Regions from separate parts of the Sus scrofa genome. Here all the other regions are linked to region 3. A link is a contact called in public Hi-C and HiChIP or PLAC-seq data. All regions are on one chromosome and are shown on one strand. Each heading gives the region's core, a stretch centred on a gene start, on an enhancer-like site or on the middle of the called end of the contact. The rest is flanking DNA. Distances are from core to core; before and after follow the strand shown. Region 1 overlaps TSEN15 (tRNA-splicing endonuclease subunit Sen15). Region 2 overlaps LOC110255527 (a long non-coding RNA gene). Region 3 overlaps C9H1orf21. Region 4 overlaps TSEN15 (tRNA-splicing endonuclease subunit Sen15).

Region 1 (2,700 bases), core at 26-2,525, 480 kb before region 3:
GAATTGGCATCTTAACAATATTTGAACCTTCCAATCCATGATTATGGACTGTTTCTCCATTTATTCAGATCGTCTATGATTTCTGTCATCAGAGTTTTACAGTTTTCCTTATATAGATCCTGTACATATATTTTTTTAGGTTTATACCTAAGCATTTCACTTTTTTGATGCCAATGTAAATGTTGTGTTTTTTATTTGAAATTCCAGTTGTTCAGTGCTGGTGTACAGGAAAGCAATTGATCTTGACACATTAACCTTGCTATAATCTCTTATTAGTTTTAGTCCACCCAGTTCTCAGACTGCCAAATTAATTTGTTAACAAAATCTGTCAGTTCTCCCTTAAAAGTATATCCAAAATCTGACCTTTTCTCGCCACTTCTGCTATACTGCATCATTCTGGTGTAAGCTACTGTCATCTCACCTCTTGTACTAATGCAACCTATGAAGTGGCCCTCCTTTATAACACTTACTGCATTTATTGCTACTCAGTATATTGTATAGTGGGCTTTTTTGTTTGTTTGTTTGTTTACTCTCTTTCCTCCCCACATCCCCTATGGAAGCAGGAGCTTTGTTGTGTTCGTTCTTTTTCCCAGTGCCTTGCCTGGTGCCTTGTGTTTGGTGTTAAATAGGTATTTGTTGGATGAATGAATGATTCTCTTAAACTCTTCAGTTCCTGCAGCAGAGACTTGCTGAATAATATCTTAAAGAACACAAAGATGTGCTGCAAGCAGCCTTTCAAGAGTTTCTAAGAAATTAGAATGTCTTCAGAATTCATCTGCTTGCAAGGTTTATCACTGCTTATTACCACACTTTACCCTGTAACTATAACTGTATACCTCCCAGGATAGAGAACAGTCAGAAGTCTGAAGAGCCACTCTGCCAGTGCTATAAATAGTTTCCTTACCTTTTAGTTAAATTCTTTTTCACCCATATCTTCCTCCCCTGCCAGTACCACCACTCCCTTCACCATTCAACCCTTCTTTTTCCTTTGTGCCTTAGGAGAAGGGCTTATATTAATGGTGGAGTAAAGAGTTATTAGAAACAATTTAGTTCCTTCTTTAGAACATTTTAAAAGATGTTCTTAGTTATGAGACTTAAGTCTGAAATGTTACATGTTTTTTGAAGGATACTCCATTTTCCTATCATCAAAAAATATTTCCTCTCTCCAGAATTATGTTCTTTATTACAAATTAATGGCTATTATTTTATATGAGGCCTGAAGTCTAATAATAACTAGGAAAATGATTCCTGTCATTTGGCTTCCCTGCATATCAGGATGTGTGTCCTCAGACTACCTCTGTTGGAAATCTGTTACTGTTAAAACTCCCAGTTCTGGCAGCTTCCTTCAACTGGCATAGCATTTTTTTTTTCTTACCCTCAAAAACAAACAAACAAAAAAACCCTTACAGTTTATTTTCGCAGAATGGCTTCCCACCAGGGTGAATAGCCACACAGGCACCTAATTGTTCAATAACCCCCTGGGACTTCAGCTGCCTTGATTTTTTCCTAGGAAGGCATTGGCATGATTCAAAAGGAGGTGGTCTATTACTCTTGAAACTTTGTTCAGGATCGAGCCTGTGAGTGGATAAGGCTCCTTGGGCACAAGTTTAATTTGCATTGTGTTCCGCAGTTGCATTATGGTGTGTTGTTTAAATAAATCATAATGAGGCAGATCGGGGAGTTAATGTCTTTTGTTGATGCAGCTGCAGCATTTATCAGTTTGGCCACATTAAAAATGACAGAAGGAGATATTGCTTTGTGTGAGTTGAAATTAATAATAATTTTAACCTATGATGCATTCTAGTTTGACAACATTTGAAATTAAATTTAATGTTGTCTTCAAATTTCTTGTCCTCTGTGCGTATCTCCAGAGGTTACTTAGTCTCTGTTGTAGGGTTGTTACAAAAACACAAATGCTAAGGCTTATGGAAAGTATTTAAGTACCTTGGAGGAAGGGCAGTAGCCAAATAACGTTAGCTTTGTTAAAATTTGGAATCACTTTGTTTTCAGAATGCTAAGCTCCTCTCTTAACAGTTATAAGAAAGAAAAACCTGTTGTAGACATCAAATTCTGTTACTCTTTTTTTTTTTTTTTGTCTTTTGTCTTTTTGTTGTTGTTGTTGTTGTTGCTATTTCTTGGGCCACTCCCGCGGCATATGGAGATTCCCAGGCTAGGGGTTGAATTGGAGCTGTAGCCACCCGCCTACGCCAGAGCCACAGCAACACGGGATCCGAGCTGCGTCTGCAACCTACACCACAGCTCACGGCAATGCCGGATCGTTAACCCACTGAGCAAGGGCAGGGACCGAACCCGCAACCTCCTGGTTCCTAGTTGGATTCGTTAACCACTGCGCCACGACGGGAACTCCAAATTCTGTTACTCTTGATTAACAACTGTGATTATTACTGATTTATCTCTTTCTTTAGGTGGGACTTTTCTCTTGAAATATATTGAACTCAAAAACCTGAAATTCTTCTTATTAATATATAGGTTATCTTTTACATATGTGGATTTCTATCAAATATAAACTGTAGAAGGCTTTATCCAAATTATTAGATTTGTGTGATGAAACATCTCTATTTTTCCAAAGAACTGAGCTTTTAAAAAAATAGGCACATAAGGAAACTTTGTTCTGTGTCTTCTAAATTAAAACCAGAGGTTAAATGAGACTGTAGCATTTTAGCGATGCTTCATTGTCCT
Region 2 (2,700 bases), core at 139-2,638, 340 kb before region 3:
CAGGGCACTTTACCGCCAAAGTAGCAGCAATTTAGGGCAGGTGAAAAAGCTAGGTGATTCCACTGCCCACATGTGTTCCAGCTGCAGGACAAGAAGAAAGGGTGGTGACAGCCAGCCGGTCAGCTACTTTATCAGTCTTGTCCCATCTTAAGGATTCCCCCAAAGGTTCATGATGGACCACCGAACCCTACTTGTAGAAGTAGACACTGGGATGCATCAGAGAATATCAGGCTCTACCCATTTTAAATTTAAGTGGGCTTTGATTAGCCTGCAGGGAATTTCCATGGAAACTGGCAAGCTCACTTTGCCACAGCACAAGGGTATGACATCAGGTAGGCGGGAGGACTGGAAAATCCCTGTCCTTTCCAGAGTCAGTGGGTGTCACCTCACTTTGAAGTCATCCCTGGCTCCTTCAGGCAGATCCCAGGAGCTCCCATTTCCATTAGAGTGTTTCTAATATGTAATTGTCCGGGTGCATATCAAATCCTACCGGCATGGGGGAGACTCTGGTACTTTATCTGTTTCCCCCAGAGTATAGCTCAGTTCCTGGTATAGAAAGCGCTTCATAAAAACGTGTTAGTTTTTTACAGTGATATCTTAGAACGCTGGCTTCTTCGTCTGTGAAGTGGCGTCATAATAACTACGCAAATGACTGTTCTCAGGATTAAATGTCAGAATAGAAAAAGTACTTAGGGCAGTGGCCAGTACTTAAATAACATGTATTTCATCCCCACCCCCCACTTTTTTTGGTATTGGAAAATTATTTCTGGTTCTGATAGATAACAAGCAAAAAGTGTTTTTTAAAATAGCAAATAAACCAGAATATTGCACACTTGAAGTGGTTGTGTGCCAGTGTTACTGGACTTCTAGAATAGGTCAGCAATGGTATCCCACCTAGCATGTGGAGGTTATATCAGCTCCAGCCCAAATTCCTGGGCATTCAGACCTTCTCCTCTTCATGCTTCGTAAATAAGGGAGATTTCTGCAATGTTCAGACTTGATTCTATTTCAGACATCCATGAAATAAACTTGGAGAATGGGTAAGCCATTATCATCAGTAATGATAAAAATGACTACTGGGAGGTGGCCCTGTTTGTTCACTGGTCCTCAAAATTTCACCTGTGTTGTCCCAGAATAGCTCCATGTCCTCCCTGTAAATGCCCCTAAAGGGATCGCCTTCTTTGCTTTACTTCTACAAAAGAGTTCCGATAGGGGTGATTTGTAAAGGAGATCTGTGTAGGCTGCCCTGGAGTGAGATGCTGGCTTTGCAGGGCCATCCTGAGACTGTTTGGCAGGGACATAGAATCGTCCGCTTCCAACCAGGGTCAGGTTTCCACATTCCTGGCAGCTCTGAATTTTACCTCTTCCAGAGGGACTTACATCACTGCGTGCCCTGCAGCTCCGTCCTTTCTGCTGTCCTCTGACTGCTATCCCAGGCACTGGACCCATGAGAAGCAGAGTGGAGGCTGAGAAGAGGAGCAGGTGAATGTTACCCGCACCCAGTTGCCCCTTGAAAGCATGTCAGAGGCCGATTTCCTCTTGCTCTGTTGTGAGCCCAGTACCTGGCAACGGATCTGGCTTTCCAGCCCAAGCCCAATGCCACCTGGGCCAACATCCCTGGGTTCCCAGTTTTTCCATGGTCTCATCTCTCAACCACGTGAAATCTGTGTTGTCCTGGAGTCAGTGAGCAACTATCTTCTCTTTCTCCTGTGTTTGATTCCAGCTGAACTCCTGACTTCTGCTAGTGCATCCTCATTATTGGCATTGTCGCCTTGAAGGGCAGAAATTCCCCTACTCCTGCTCTGTTGCCCCAGCTGCCCTCTGCTGGCCATTGATGGGTATTGTGGTCAACCCTTTGTCACCCCGGGCATGGCACAGGAACTCTTTCTTTGCTCTTAACTAATTCTCAGGCTTTCTTTTCCTTCTTTTAAAAAAATGTGGTTGTACACTCTCAGAATTTTTCAAGCAACACTGAAACCCCCCACTTCTCCGTGCTCCCAGTGACCTGTCTCCTGGTTCCGCCATAAAGCATCTCGCACAGCACCAGGCACTGGCCAGGGCCTTGATTGAGTTGATCGTTGGTGATGTTGCCGAAATGGACATGCAGCACTGCTTGGGGTTTGGGGGAACTTGACAAACTGGAGGGCTTTGTGTTAGAGCAGGGTTTCTCAAACTTGGCACCACCGACATTTGGGGCCAGATGCTTCTGTGTTGTATGGGTCTCTCCTGTGCATTGCAGGACGTTTAGCAGCACTGCTGGCCTCCACCTTCCAGATGCCAGTAGCTCCTGTCCCAAGTTGGTTGTCCTCGCAGACAACCAAAAATGTCTTCTCCAGACACTGTCAAATGTCCTCTGGGGGGCAAAATATGGTTGAGGACCACTGCATTCGGATGTTGATACAATAGGCCCGCCTTCCTCAGAAGGACTTTCAATGCTTCAAGGGCAGTCTGTGCTCTGGGGCCATTCGGTGCTTTGAAGGACACCCTAGTTTCCTTTGGAGATGGATACTCGGCAGCTGCATGTGCTGGGGAGGGGGTCTCATGGACAGCGTCTCTCCTAAGGGCTTTCCATGAATCCTCCGGCTTCCTGCCGCCTGTCCTACGCTAGCACTCAGCTCCATCAGGCCCAAGCTCTACCTTCCGAGCCTTCCTGAGCCTCATCACTCAGGTGTCTCCTCCCTCCCCTTCCCTCCCTCACCA
Region 3 (2,700 bases), core at 125-2,624:
CTTACTGTGTCCTGGTGGCATTTAACATATAGCATTGTCAGCCAGCCAGGTAATTTCAGCTTTGTTTTGAAGTCTGAACTCTGAATGGCATCTTGGTCCCGTTCAAACGTTCGGTAATTACGGTTTTTTCCCCACATGTAGTACAAATAAGATACTTGATGAATTTACACATCAGACTCTTGAGAAAGGAAGTTCCCAGTGATCAGTGTTAGGTAGTTCTTGGTCAAGAAAATACACTTTTTGAAGTTCCCACTGTGGCACAGTAGGTTAAGAATCCGACTGCAGCTGCTCGGCTTGCGGTGACGGTGCAGGTTCAATCCCCAGCCTTGCACAGTGAGTTCAAGGATCCAGTGTTGTCAGTCCCTGGCCCAGGAACTTCCATATACCACAGTGTGGCCACAAAGAAAAAAAAAAAAAAAGGAATTCCCCTTGGGGCTCCGGGGTCACAAGTCTGACTAGTATCCATGAGATTCTGGGTTCCATCCCTGGCCTGGCCCAGTGGGTTAAGGATCTGGTGTTTCTGTGAGCTGTGGTGTAGGTCGCAGATGCGGCTTGGATTTTAGGTTGCTGTGGCTATGGCGTAGACCGGCAGCAACAGCTCCGATTCGACCCCTAGCCTGGGAACTTCCATATGCTCGAATGCAGCCCTAAAAAAAAAAAAGAAAAAGAAAGAAGGAAGGAAGGAAAGAAAATAAGAAAGAAAGAAAGAAAGAAAGAAAAAAAGAAAGAAAGAAAGAAAGAAAGAAAGAAAAAGAAAGAAAAAAAAAAAGAAAGAAAGAAAGAAAAGAAAAGAAAAGAAAAGAAAATATAGGTTTGTTTTTGTTTTTTTAAAGTAAGCGTTATGGTAGTCATTAGGGCTGTTTATAAATATTCCAGTTTTGTTCCTTCCAAGCACATAGTAGGGCTCTCCTTTCTCCAGTCTCTTGCATTTGGGTGTGTAGCCACCAGGGAACTCCCTCATTGTCACCTTCGAAGCTGAACGTGTTCTTCATGTGTATGGACCCAAATCTCCTAATTCTAGTTAAAGTGTTTACCTTTTCCAGTTTTCGGGTACTTTTTGAAATGCAGTGGTTGGAAAGTACACACACACAGAGTCTGTGTGTGGAAGGAAACCCATTGGGAGTTCACATGTAGTGCTTTTGTGTCTTTTCTCTGTGTAGTCCCCTCCGTCCCAGGAGCTACGACTCCGCCTCCACTGTTTTTCTCTAGGCTTCCAGCTTCCTGCATACATCTGGCCCCTGGGCTTTCTTTATAAGATAGAACTTCCTGCTATTGAGCCCAGAAAAAAGAAAATGAAATCCCTTCACATTCCCACTCAGACTAACTCTGGGCCCCTCCCAGGACTGCAGCTGCCCCAGTGCTCTCCGACTTTGTGGGACCACAGGCAAAGAAGTGACAGGAGGAAAGAAATTCCTCTCGCCAGCAGGGGGTAGGGTGCTTTCTTCAATTCCCTGGACTCGATCTGTTGCTTCCTTCACAGTTAAGGAGCTGAAGTTTGAGAGCATGTTGTAAAGAAGCCATCAGTTTATCTTGGTGTTCTGACTTTCCCTTTGGGGATCGGGAACAGCAGGAGAAATAAAGTCGGTCTGACTGCCTCCAACAGGAGAGAATCTAAGAAGAGAATGATGAGTTTACTCTAGACCCTGACAAGTGTGTTCTGTGCATAAAGAAGTAAAATTGTTCCAAGCTAAAGAAGTTCTTTGATTTGCTGTTTAAATAAACCTGTCACTACCTGACCGTGGTTTGCAAACATTTTTGAGAAATGGCTGCTTCTTTCCAACATGAGTTGAAAGCTCCTGAATATACAATTCAAGGGGTTGCTGCTCTGGGAGGGCCTGCTATTGAGCCCTGAGGCAGCTCTGCAAGACCCCAAGGCTCAGTTGGAAAACTGCCTTCAGGAAGGCTGAGAGAGGGAACTCTAAGCCCAAAAGTACCTTTTCTCTGAAATAAAAGTCCTCAAACTGTTTTGAGTTAAGAATCACCTTGGACTCTTGTTTAAAATGCAGATTCTGAAGTTCCCTGGTGCCTCAAAAAATGGGTTAAGGATCTGGCATTGTCACGGCTCTGGCTTGGGTTGCTGCTGTGTTGTGGGTTCAGACCCTGGCCCAGGAACTTCCACATGCCGTGGGCACAGCCAGAAAAAAAGTATATGTATTTATGTAAAATTTCAAAATGAAATTAAAGTGCAGATTCCTGGGCACAGTCGCAGAGATGCACACTCTGGAGGTGTTGTGTGGGGCCTGGGAATCTGTATTTTAACAAGCATTCTAGATGATTCCGATACCAGTACGGATGGATCATAAAAACACAGCTCTACAAACTGCCTACCAAGGGCCCTTTTAAATGGCTTCATCTTATTCCCACTTGGTCCCAGTTTATTTTAGGTACGAAGTTTATGAGTGTCAAATGCCATTTAAATAGCTTTTTCTTGCCAAGGGAAATAATGTCTTAGCTACCTCTTCCGTCATCTTCCAGTGTAATTCTCTGTTCCTGTTCCCAGAGCACCCCGGACGCGGCATGGCTCTCAGCCCTCTCTGTTGGCTCTGCTCTATCAGAGGCTCCCATTAGCCTCATCGTTCCTCCAGCCTGTCTTGGTTTTGTTTGTTTTCTTTTTTCTCTTTTTTAAAGGCAGATGTCTTTACTCTTCTCCTTCCTCGGCAAACCAACCCAAAGTAGAAATTACATGGTGTTTATAAGCAA
Region 4 (2,700 bases), core at 74-2,573, 450 kb before region 3:
GTAGCCCAGCAGCACCTGTGTTAGACAATGTAAGGAAGAAACAGACTGATACTGTGGTAGGTCCCTGAAATTCTGGGGTTTATTTATTATAGAAGCTAGTGTTGATTACTCTAGTGGATTTAGAAATGGGCCCTTTGAGGTGGGGGATAATGTCAGAAGAACCTAAAATATGTTGCACTGATGCAGCAGTTGGGCAGTAGGTGGCACAGACATTGATACTGGAGTCTGGGAAGGCATAGGCCTGTGGAAGGGGTGGCACTGCATTTGGTAGATCTTTTGCTACTGACAATTTAAAAGGCAGGCCAAGTGTCTGACAAGCCTTTGTCTCTAAGGGGGAGATTGGTTATCACTTACTGCATTCAACAAAGTCTAGCAAGACAAAATATGCTCAGGCAAGAACTGGTTTGTGTGAGAGCAGAGATGAAAGGGACCAGATGGAGCCCAGAATTCTACTGCTTCACAGGACTGGAAGAGACTACTACTTCCTGGCTCCAACCAGTAGAAGATAACAACTGAAAAAAAGGCTTTGAGCAAGAGGTACATTTAAAACATCTCAATTTAATAGATACCATGCTAGCTTCTATAGAGGTTATAAAAAACCTAGGGGCTGTTCTCTACACTCAAAGAGGGTGTAGTTTATTGAAAAAGATAAAACACATGCAAATAACTGTAGTGGAATACAGTTAATGATGGAAGTATCTGTTGCTATAAATAATGGAGGAATTCCAACTTGCTGGAGGAGCCCAGAGAAGGGGTTCTCAAGGGGACTGGGGAGCTTGGACCTTGGTTACCCATCAAGCCAACAGACCCATGAATGAATGAACCTCAAATCATCTTTCAAACTCATCTTTCCCTTTTTGAAATACCAGAGTTCAGGTTTGGTCTATGGAGTTGCCGCTGATACCTGATGCACTGGGGGGGTCCCTCCGGCCAGCCTATGACTTCCCTGTCCATATTCTTCCCTGACTTCAAAAGGAGTTCAGGCTGACACCTGCTCAGGTTCCCTCCTTAGGGCCTCATTTCTGTAAAGGTGGGAGAGGACCCTGCTATCCTCATTCCTTCCTCACCTGCCCTGAGGGTATGAGATGCCCCAGACCTTAAAGCACTGTGTGTTTGCGGGGAGATTGCTTGTTTTTATTGTCTTTCTCCCTTTTTTCAAATAATCATCTTTGGGCAAAGAATAAGAACTTGCTACTTCTTAGTGTTTCCTGGCATGAGCCTAGTACCTTTTTAGCTTGTTTTTATTGCCTCTTTGGCTGCACAGAGCACTTATCTAAATATAGAATGGTACAACACTGTGGCCAGGATTGGCAGAAGATAACATTTTCCTTCCAATCAATTCCCTTGCATCTTTTAGTGAACACTAGGTACTGTTCTTTTCTCAGAGTGGCAAGAGTGGGCAGCAGGAAAGAAATGATATTGAGTTGTGGCTCTTTCCAAAGGAGAAGTCGAACACTGTAAGGCCTTCTGAGGCAGCGAGGCCAGGGTTGGTGCTCTGGGCTGGCTCTCCTGTGACCTTGGGTGAACCACACAGCAATGGTCGGCAGCCTTCTCCAGTCCTTTGGAGGCAGGGCAGTGCAGTGGAAGGGACACAGGCTTCAGCAGCCCCAGATTGGATCTCCTGCCTAGACCCCTATTGAAGAGTGACCTTGGGTAAATTCTTTAATCTCATCTTTAAAATGGGTGGTACTAATAAAACCTATCTCTTAGGCCTCTTGTGTAGGGGTTCAGTGAGATGAATATATGTAAATTATTCAGTAAATTTTTAAGAAATGGTAGCTATTATTTTTTTTGTAGGGTGGTGTTTTATAGCATTGGTGTTTCAAATGCAACCATGTTTTCAATTTTGTTTCTGGGATATTATAAAAATAAATTTATTTATTTATTTAGATATTAACAAAAAGCAGCTCTCAGAGTTCCTTGGTGCCCTAGCGGGTTAAGGATCCATTATTGTCACTGCTGTGGCTCGGTTTGACCCCTGGCCCGGGAACTTTCATATGCCACGGGCACAGCCAAACAAAAAACACAAAGCAGCTCTCGCCATATGAGTCAGATCCAGGTCTCTTACTATCTCCATTCACTTTGGAGAAAGGGTTTCATTGCTGGAGGTTGTTCTGTGTAGTGGTTAGAACAAGGGCCCTAGCCCAATTCTTGGGGGCTCAAATTCTGGTGCGTGATCATGAGCAAGTTGCTTAACTTCTCTGGGTCACAGTTCTTTACCTGCTATTCCAAAATGAAACATTTCATGAGCTTTATCCCACTTAGTATAAATCTTCCTATTTTTGATGCAGAAATTATGACTGAGTCTAGGGCACTCCTTAAGACCCTGAGGGGGGTTCTGTAATATACGGCACCTATGCCATGTTATCTTTCTTTCTTTCTTTCTTTTTTTTTTTTTTTTGTCTTTTTTGTCTTTTTGCCATTTCTTGGGCCGCTCCCACAGCATATGGAGGTTCCCAGGCTAGGGGTCCAATCGGAGCTGTAGCCGCCAGCCTACGCCAAAGCCACAGCAATGCAGGATCCGAGCCGCGTCTGCAACATATACCACAGCTCACGGCAATGCCACATCCTTAACCCACTGAGCCAGGCCAGGGATCGAACCTACAACCTCATGGTTCCTAGTCAGATTCATTAACCACTGAGCCATGACGGGAATTCCCCATGTTATCGTTCTTTAATTTTAATTCTGAATTTCTAAAC

What was found. Hi-C and Micro-C count contacts between places; a contact is called where the count stands out from the background. HiChIP or PLAC-seq counts read pairs in DNA pulled down with a chosen protein or histone mark.
Region 1: a contact with region 3 is called in an H3K27ac HiChIP or PLAC-seq map of skeletal muscle. The contact joins two enhancer-like sites. A contact is called at or near these places in 6 of 47 Hi-C or Micro-C datasets (epiblast stem cells, mesenteric adipose tissue, omental adipose tissue and 1 more) and 1 of 2 datasets of contacts at active chromatin or transcription factors (skeletal muscle).
Region 2: a Hi-C map of skeletal muscle shows a contact between it and region 3, with 2.1 times the contacts expected there. The contact joins two enhancer-like sites. A contact is called at or near these places in 2 of 47 Hi-C or Micro-C datasets (embryonic fibroblasts and skeletal muscle) and 1 of 2 datasets of contacts at active chromatin or transcription factors (skeletal muscle).
Region 4: an H3K27ac HiChIP or PLAC-seq map of skeletal muscle shows a contact between it and region 3. The contact joins two enhancer-like sites. A contact is called at or near these places in 6 of 47 Hi-C or Micro-C datasets (alveolar macrophages, brain, fetal heart ventricle and 2 more) and 1 of 2 datasets of contacts at active chromatin or transcription factors (skeletal muscle).

Annotation. Positions count from the first base shown.
Region 1 is chr9:125,322,631-125,325,330 of Sscrofa11.1, forward strand. The region is part of intron 4 of TSEN15 (tRNA-splicing endonuclease subunit Sen15); the gene reads left to right. Among named protein-coding and RNA genes, the nearest start is that of TSEN15, 23 kb to the left of the region's middle. Within about 2 kb of position 1,276, at least 2 of the 83 cell types and tissues checked have an H3K27ac peak or open chromatin away from gene starts, as enhancers often do. A contact at or near this core is called in skeletal muscle, where this site is marked.
Region 2 is chr9:125,467,278-125,469,977 of Sscrofa11.1, forward strand. The region is part of intron 1 of LOC110255527 (a long non-coding RNA gene); the gene reads right to left. Among named protein-coding and RNA genes, the nearest start is that of C9H1orf21, 140 kb to the right of the region's middle. Within about 2 kb of position 1,389, at least 1 of the 83 cell types and tissues checked has an H3K27ac peak or open chromatin away from gene starts, as enhancers often do. A contact at or near this core is called in skeletal muscle, where this site is marked.
Region 3 is chr9:125,804,202-125,806,901 of Sscrofa11.1, forward strand. The region is part of intron 3 of C9H1orf21; the gene reads left to right. Among named protein-coding and RNA genes, the nearest start is that of EDEM3, 180 kb to the right of the region's middle. Within about 2 kb of position 1,375, at least 13 of the 83 cell types and tissues checked have an H3K27ac peak or open chromatin away from gene starts, as enhancers often do. A contact at or near this core is called in skeletal muscle, where this site is marked.
Region 4 is chr9:125,355,653-125,358,352 of Sscrofa11.1, forward strand. The region is part of intron 7 of TSEN15 (tRNA-splicing endonuclease subunit Sen15); the gene reads left to right. Among named protein-coding and RNA genes, the nearest start is that of TSEN15, 56 kb to the left of the region's middle. Within about 2 kb of position 1,324, at least 4 of the 83 cell types and tissues checked have an H3K27ac peak or open chromatin away from gene starts, as enhancers often do. A contact at or near this core is called in skeletal muscle, where this site is marked.